2 separate regions of the Sus scrofa genome follow, and region 1 is linked to region 2. The links are chromatin contacts, called in public HiChIP or PLAC-seq maps. All regions are on one chromosome and are shown on one strand. Each heading gives the region's core, a stretch centred on a gene start, on an enhancer-like site or on the middle of the called end of the contact. The rest is flanking DNA. Distances are from core to core; before and after follow the strand shown.

The links. HiChIP or PLAC-seq counts read pairs in DNA pulled down with a chosen protein or histone mark.
Region 1: an H3K27ac HiChIP or PLAC-seq map of alveolar macrophages shows a contact between it and region 2. The contact joins the promoter of CCT5 here to the promoter of LOC100514500 in region 2. A contact is called at or near these places in 2 of 5 promoter capture datasets (fetal liver and liver) and 1 of 2 datasets of contacts at active chromatin or transcription factors (alveolar macrophages).

What each region holds. Positions count from the first base shown.
Region 1 is chr16:72,221,115-72,224,518 of Sscrofa11.1, forward strand. It overlaps CCT5 (chaperonin containing TCP1 subunit 5), which reads right to left and starts at 2,076. Exons shown (of 11, transcript NM_001278779.1): 1 at 1,836-2,076. The coding sequence starts at 1,940. It overlaps FAM173B (protein FAM173B), which reads left to right and starts at 2,378. Exons shown (of 5, transcript XM_021076853.1): 1 at 2,378-2,408.
Region 2 is chr16:71,275,189-71,278,491 of Sscrofa11.1, forward strand. It overlaps LOC100514500, which reads left to right and starts at 1,541. Exons shown (of 2, transcript XR_002339616.1): 1 at 1,541-1,663. G3BP1 (G3BP stress granule assembly factor 1) reads right to left here and starts at 896. Exons shown (of 12, transcript NM_001205405.1): 1 at 766-896.

The DNA of each region.
Region 1 (3,404 bases), core at 826-3,325, 950 kb after region 2:
GAAGGCCCTCCACCCCAAGATCCTGACAACTTCCTAAGCAGTTCAAGAGCACGTGTTCTGTGAAGGCTTCCCGTGCCACCCCATTTAGCAGGTAACAAAAGACACAAAGTTCACTAGGTTTGCAGAGATACTGGCAGCCATTAAAATACACTCTGATGTCTGTACAACGGAATTTCTAAAGGATACTAACATGGGGACGTGGTTCTTAATCAGGGGTGATTCGCCCCTGAGGAGACCTCCAGGCAATGTCTGGGGACATCTTTGGTTGTCACAATTAGGAAGGGGACCATAGGGGGTAGAGGCCAGGGATGCTGCTAAACATCAGAACAGGACAGATGCCACAACAAAGAATGATCCAGCCCCAAATATCAATAGTGCCAAGGCTGAGACGTAGGCCTCAGACCACTGACCGCAGAATCAGACAGAGCTGGGCGTGAACCATGGAACCTGATCTTTACCAGCGCTGGGACCGCAAGCAATCATCTACCTGCTCTGGGGCCAAGTTTCCAATTATATAAAATAATACCTGTCTCAGAGTGTGAGAATTACATGAGATGTGGCTGACACAAAATCACCTGTAGCTTCTGTTTTTGGGGTGCATGCATTGAGTGGCACTTTCTCTAATGGTCCTTTCAGTGAAAAATGGAATTAAATATGTAACACAAGTGGCTCGCCTACCTACCATGGGTCAAAGATTGGATAAGTTACCCCATTTAATTTCCCTCCCAAGCCGGAAAGAGGTGTGCTGCCCCTGCTGGGAAAGGAGGTTCAGAGAGGTGGTGTTAACTTGTTTTAGGTCAAACAGTTCAGGGGAGAAAGAACTGCACTGCTTCTTAAATAAAACCCCAAGACACTAAGCAAACAGGGACACCTCAGGCCTGGCGACATGGTCTATCTCAAAGCCTACTTCCTCTGGCATAGTTCTACTTGTGATTCTGCTCAAAACCCCTCCATTGACCGTCTGAAGGATCCCCTCCAGCTTTTTCCTGCACTGCCTCCCATATCCCGTGGTTCTGGTCACACACTGCCTTATGTCATAGTTATTGGCGACCACTTTTCACTCTTTTTTTTTTTTTTTTGGTCTTTTTGCCATTTCTTGGGCCGCTCCCACGGCATATGGAGGTTCCCAGGCTAGGGGTCGAATCGGAGCTGTAGCCACCGGCCTACGCCAGAGCCACAGCAACGTAGGATCTGAGCTGTGTCTGCAACCTACACCACAGCTCACGGCAACGCCGGATCGTTAACCCACTGAGCCACGACGGGAACTCCCACTTTCACTCTTGTAGTAGTATTTTCTTCCTTAAAGGTGTACGTTTTCAGTTTTTATAATACCACATCCAGGATTACGCCGTGCATAGAAGGACTCAAAAATGAAATGCGCTGTCAATGACTAAGCCTTTAAGGAAGCAACGAAGAGTATGAACCTCTTTTCCTTTGGGGCTGTCGCAGGTATACCGACTGAAGGTAAAGAAGCAGGGTCCTAATCTGCCAGGGGACCCGAGAAATACCTCCTCTGCAGCTTACTGATACATGCGCCGTCGGAACGACAGCACGCTGGAGAAGCCAGCGGGGACGCGCGTTCTCCGCCTGTGAATTGAGGCTGCCCCACCCAGCTCTGGAGAGCGCTTGAGGGACACCCAAACCCTCAAACTGGGACTAAAGGCCTCTATGTTGGTCTTTCCCAGGCCCAAGGCGTTGGGTGCAGCACTGGAGACCAAAGAGGGGCTCCCCGACCTTCCCCGAGAGCACATGGCAGAACGGCTCTTAAATGTGCGCACGCGCGGAGCCAGGGGTTCGGGGTCCTCCGCTCATCCAGGGCGTCCCAGTCCCGTTACCTTGAGGGCCTCGAGTCCCATAAGACGAGACTTGCGGTCTTGATCTTTGATGATGAGAAAAGGGCGGCCATATTCGTCGAAGGCGAGGGTCCCCACGGACGCCATGGTGCGGCAGCAGCAGGAGTTCTCTCCCGCAACCGGCGGTGTCCACTCCGGAACCGAGAGAGTACTTTCCTCTCGCGGGAGGGCGCCAAGAGCTCGCGCGTGCGCAGCACAGGCCGCTCGAGACTTATTTCTCACCTGAGACTAGTTTAACGCCAGACAGTACCTTCTGGAATCAGCGGCCTTCGGCAACTTCTATCATCCGGGAAGCTGTGGGGGGGACAGTTTGAAGACACGAACGCGAACTTTAGAACCCACAAGCCGGTAGTAGATAGGATTTAGACACTTATTAAATCTGTAAAATCTGATGTTTCTCGATAGTGCTCCCAACGATGAGATCATTGACTCAGAGCATTGTTTTCTCCCTCCTTCCCACCCTGGCTTCGCGAAGATGGTAGAGTCCGCTTTTTTTTTTTTTTTTTTTTTTTTTTTTTAAACCTGCTGGAAATCTCGCGATGGAGGGAGGAAGAGGTGAGGTCAGCCCCGCGCGCGGCGCGTAGTTTGGGCCGCGGTCCTGGGTGCGGGCGCGGCGTAGGGCTCGTAGTCGTCTGTTGAGTCTGTGGTGCAGCGGGTCCGTGTCGGCGCAGGGGGGCGGGAAGTCGCGGGCCGCTGCCTCGGCTCGAGGCCTGGCGTTTGGGGCTCAGGGCTTGTGCGCGCCTCGGGCGCGTGCGCTGGTACTGGGATCTGGCCGCCGGGACCGGTTCCTAGCGTTTGGAGGCGAATAAGTCCCTTAGTTCGGCGCGGTCTTATACGATGTGTACTGGACTCACACTGTCGGGGTGGGGGTCACAGCTCTGCCGCTTACCAGCTGTGTCTTTGGGAAGGTGATTTGTCTGCAAAAATGGCAGTGGTAGCAATAGCTTCTCTCTTTACCGCTGCTCTACGGATTCAGGGGAAACAGTGCCTGGCCCTTAACAAGCTCTGTTCAAGTGTTTGTTAAAGAGATAGCTGTTTTGCACAAATACTCCAGTAACTTGCCCAAAGTTAGCTAGGAAGAAGCAAAATTGCCCAGTCTTGATCTGAGTCCCACTCTGAAGCCCTACGTTATGGTGCCTCCGAAAGATCTCTCTTAGCAACTTGTCTAAAAAGTACCAGATCCTCTGTTGCTTTTTCTTTGGAGCACAAATCACGACGTAATGTTTTCTGGGTTTAGATTTATTTGTTGTGGGTTTCGTGCCTCCCTGACCTCCATCTGACATAGAGTGGGACTTGACTCGTATTATTCCTAGCTTTTATTGGATACTCAAATGTGGAAATGGATGCATGGATTATAACATTTAACCTGTGGCCTGAAAGTGAGGAATTGACTTTGTCACCAGGTGGTTGATCATTTAACCCCTCCTGATACCTGGCCCACTTACTCTGTAGCTTACAGTGATGCTCCAAGGCCATTTTGGCTTTTGGAGCCACATCTCAATTCACTTTAGCTTGGCCAGTTCAGTGTTTCCTTATTCAGAATAACAAATC
Region 2 (3,303 bases), core at 291-2,790:
AAGACTACAATAGACTTGGGGGACGAGGAGTCAGGTGGCCTGCGTTCAAATTCCTGTCCCTAACGATCTGTGTTCGACCGTGTCACTCCACCGCTGGGCCTTCGAATCCGCTGTAAACATTAGAAAATCATGGTACCTACCTCATCGGGACATTGCGGGACTAAAGGGGAAACACACAAGGTGCGCACGACTGTGCCTGGCACAGAGGGAGGGCTTAGAAGATGAGTAGTTAGTACTATCATCATTCGACATCCACGAAGTCGCTGCTTACCCTTCACTCGCTGTAAAAGCTTGGGGGGCAGCACTTCTGCTTCCCGAGTCCAGAAATTCTCATCGCACTTTCGTGCCCCCCCCCCCCCATAAAAGCCTTCTCTGGTCTGGGATTAAGCTGGAGCTACAGCCAGGAAAGGACTCGGATGGCGCGTGGGGGTGCGGGCGGGAAAAGCTGGCGAGCTCGCCGCGCGGGGCCCCAGGCCCTCGAGAGCACTCTGGGGCTCGGGCGGCGGCTGCGGCTCGCTCTCGCCCCGCGTGGCCGTTGGGCGCGGCACGCGCACGCCGCGAACGCGGACACGGCCACGCGCGCCGGCCGGTGGGGGCGGGGGGCGGAGAGCTCCTGCGCGCCCGTGCGCCTGCCGCGCGCGCCTGCGGCCGTTGGGGCGGAGGTGGGGAGGGGGAGCTCGCACAGTCGCCGTTCGGACGTCTCCCTCTCACCTCTGCCCCAGCTCGCCCTCCTACCGGTCCAGCCCCGCCCACACCCTGCCGTACCTGCACGGCTGAACGGGAGAGGAACAAGCTCTGCTCCACCGCAAGGCAAAAGGCAAATACCCTTCACGCAACTGCGTCCGCACACACGCGTGCTCCGTCGCCGGGCTATATAACCGAGACTCAGACTAACTTGTTGCGGCCAAGTCGGGCAGGCTAGTGGCCAATCCCGACGGCGTCCTCTGAGCTCTTCGCGCAGCAATTGGGTACTGACTCAGGATGAAGGCGTGGCTCTTGATTGGCTTTGACTTTTGCCTATGAGCCTGTAAGGATCTCGTTTCCCTAGTGACGGATTGGCACTGAGAGAGACCAATAACGGAAAGGTACGGTGGGGAAGGGGCTGGGAACTTCTTTGACCGATATCCACGGTAGCCAATAAGTGCGTGCAGCCGTTCCCATTCGTTAAAACGTCTTCCCCTGGGCGGAGATCCGTTTTCCATGCAGGAGCGGTTGATCCACAAGGTGGGGCCCTTGTACTTTGGGGAAGTAAACCCCAAGCAACTAGGAGGTGGGCGCCAGGGTGGCTGGGGGGCCCCGGCCCAATCGCAGCGCGGAAAAGAGGTGATTGACGCCGGGGTTGAACGGTACCGAGGAGGCTGAGCCCCGGGGGCCGCCTTGCCTTCTGGGGAGGTTCTGAGGCTTTCTTGGCCCCGGCTTCTGTCCTTTTCCCTTTCCTTTCTTCACTTGTTGGGTGCGGTCCCTGAGGCCCCCTTCTCCCGCTTTTCCCGCACAATTTGGTACCAGCCGAACCAGATGGTGAAGTTTCCCGTTGCTTTATTTTATTTTTTTCCTCTTATGCCAACTTTTTTATTTCCACGCGGCCGCCTAAGGGCACTTGCTGGTTCTCAGCATTAGTCAGCACTATTACTGGACAACCGTTCAAGGAAAGCCAGAGGAGAAGGTAACTCCCGTTGTGTACCTAAGGGCTTGTAAAAAGGTCGCACGTGAAAACTGTTGACTTTGAGGACACTCGTTTCTACTCTGCCCTTCTGGGCAAGTGCTGCTGCAGGTCGGCTAGTGGGTGTTGACCGAGGAACAAGAGTTTGTTCATTCTCCCGGCAGCTTGGCCCTTCCTGTAACATCCTGTGCGTCACCACCATTGTCATTCCCATTTCCAGTTGCCCTAGGTGTGGGGCCTTATTTCTTGTAGTCGTTACATCTTGAAAAGGTAGTTTGTCAAACTCCTATGGACACCCCAAAGCGTCCCTAAAACACCAGAGGCTAAGTGACGCTCCAGCCCGGTCCTGTCCACGTCTTCTAGCCTTTTGTTAGGCCCTCTATTGGTCACCCTGAGCATTTCACATGGAAATACAGAGACACGCCTCGTTTGAGTCTCCTTTGCAGGCACGTGGTCCTGGGGAGGGTCTCAAAATTTTGTAAATTTGGAAATAATGCACGTGGAGCCTCTGCTGGGGGCGAAAGGACAGGGGAGGCAGCCTGGTGGGGTCGGGGTGCAGCCCCAGAAGCTAAATGGGAGCGTCCCTCTGCCCCCCGCCCCCCAAGCCCCACTCCTGCATCAGCCTCTCTCATTCAGCACTTAATGAACTCCAGGGGCTGGGGTCAGGGATGATCAAGATGCTGCTGACCCTGCTTGCTGCCACCCATTGAACAAACCAGGGCCTGGAAGCTCCTCCGCGAGCTCGGGGAAACTGGGGAAGGGGCATATGGGACTTTGGGGGCAAGGAAGGGATCTCGGCTCAGAGGAGAGGATCCGCCACAGGTTTTCTGATTTAAGGAACCTCCAGGATCTCGTTAGCCTTACTAAGGAATTTGGACTTTACTCGGAGGGAGATGAGGAGCCCGTGAAAGATTTCTTAAAAGGTGGACGAGGACATTTGCAGGTTTTTTTTTTTTTTTTAGGCCCCCCCCCCCAGCATATGGAAGTTCCCAGGCTAGGGGTCAAATCAGAGCTATAGCTGCTGACCTACAGCACAGCCGCAGCAACACCAGATCCGAGCCATGTCTGCGACCTGCACCACAGCTCATGGCAATGCAGGCTCCTCACTGAGCAAGGCCAGGGATCGAACCCACATCCTTAGAGATACTAGTTGGATTCGTTTCTGCTGCACCACAACAGGAACTCTGACATTCGCAGTTTTCAAGACAACTTTACAAACTGAACTGCTAATCAGAGCAGACTGGCTGTGAATCTTGGAATTCACAGATGAGGTTATTTAACCCAGGCAGCCTGTGATTGGGCTATTCTTAATCACATTTGGAGGGAATTTTAAATGATATAGCTGTTTTTGTAAGGCTCTTTGGCAATCTGTTAAAATTGTGTATGTGGGCGTTCGAGTCATGGCTCATCGGAAATGAATCTGACTAGCATTCATGAGGACGCAGGTTCAATCCTTGGCCTCAATCAGTGAGTAAAGAATCTAGTGGTACCTTGAGTTATGTAGGTCGCAGACGAGGCTTGGATCTGGTGTTGCCATGGCTGTGGTGTAGGCCACAGCTACAGCCTCAATTTGACCCCTATCCTGGGAACCTCCATATGCCACAGGTGCAGCCCTAAAAAAAAAAAGATAAAATTGTCTATAC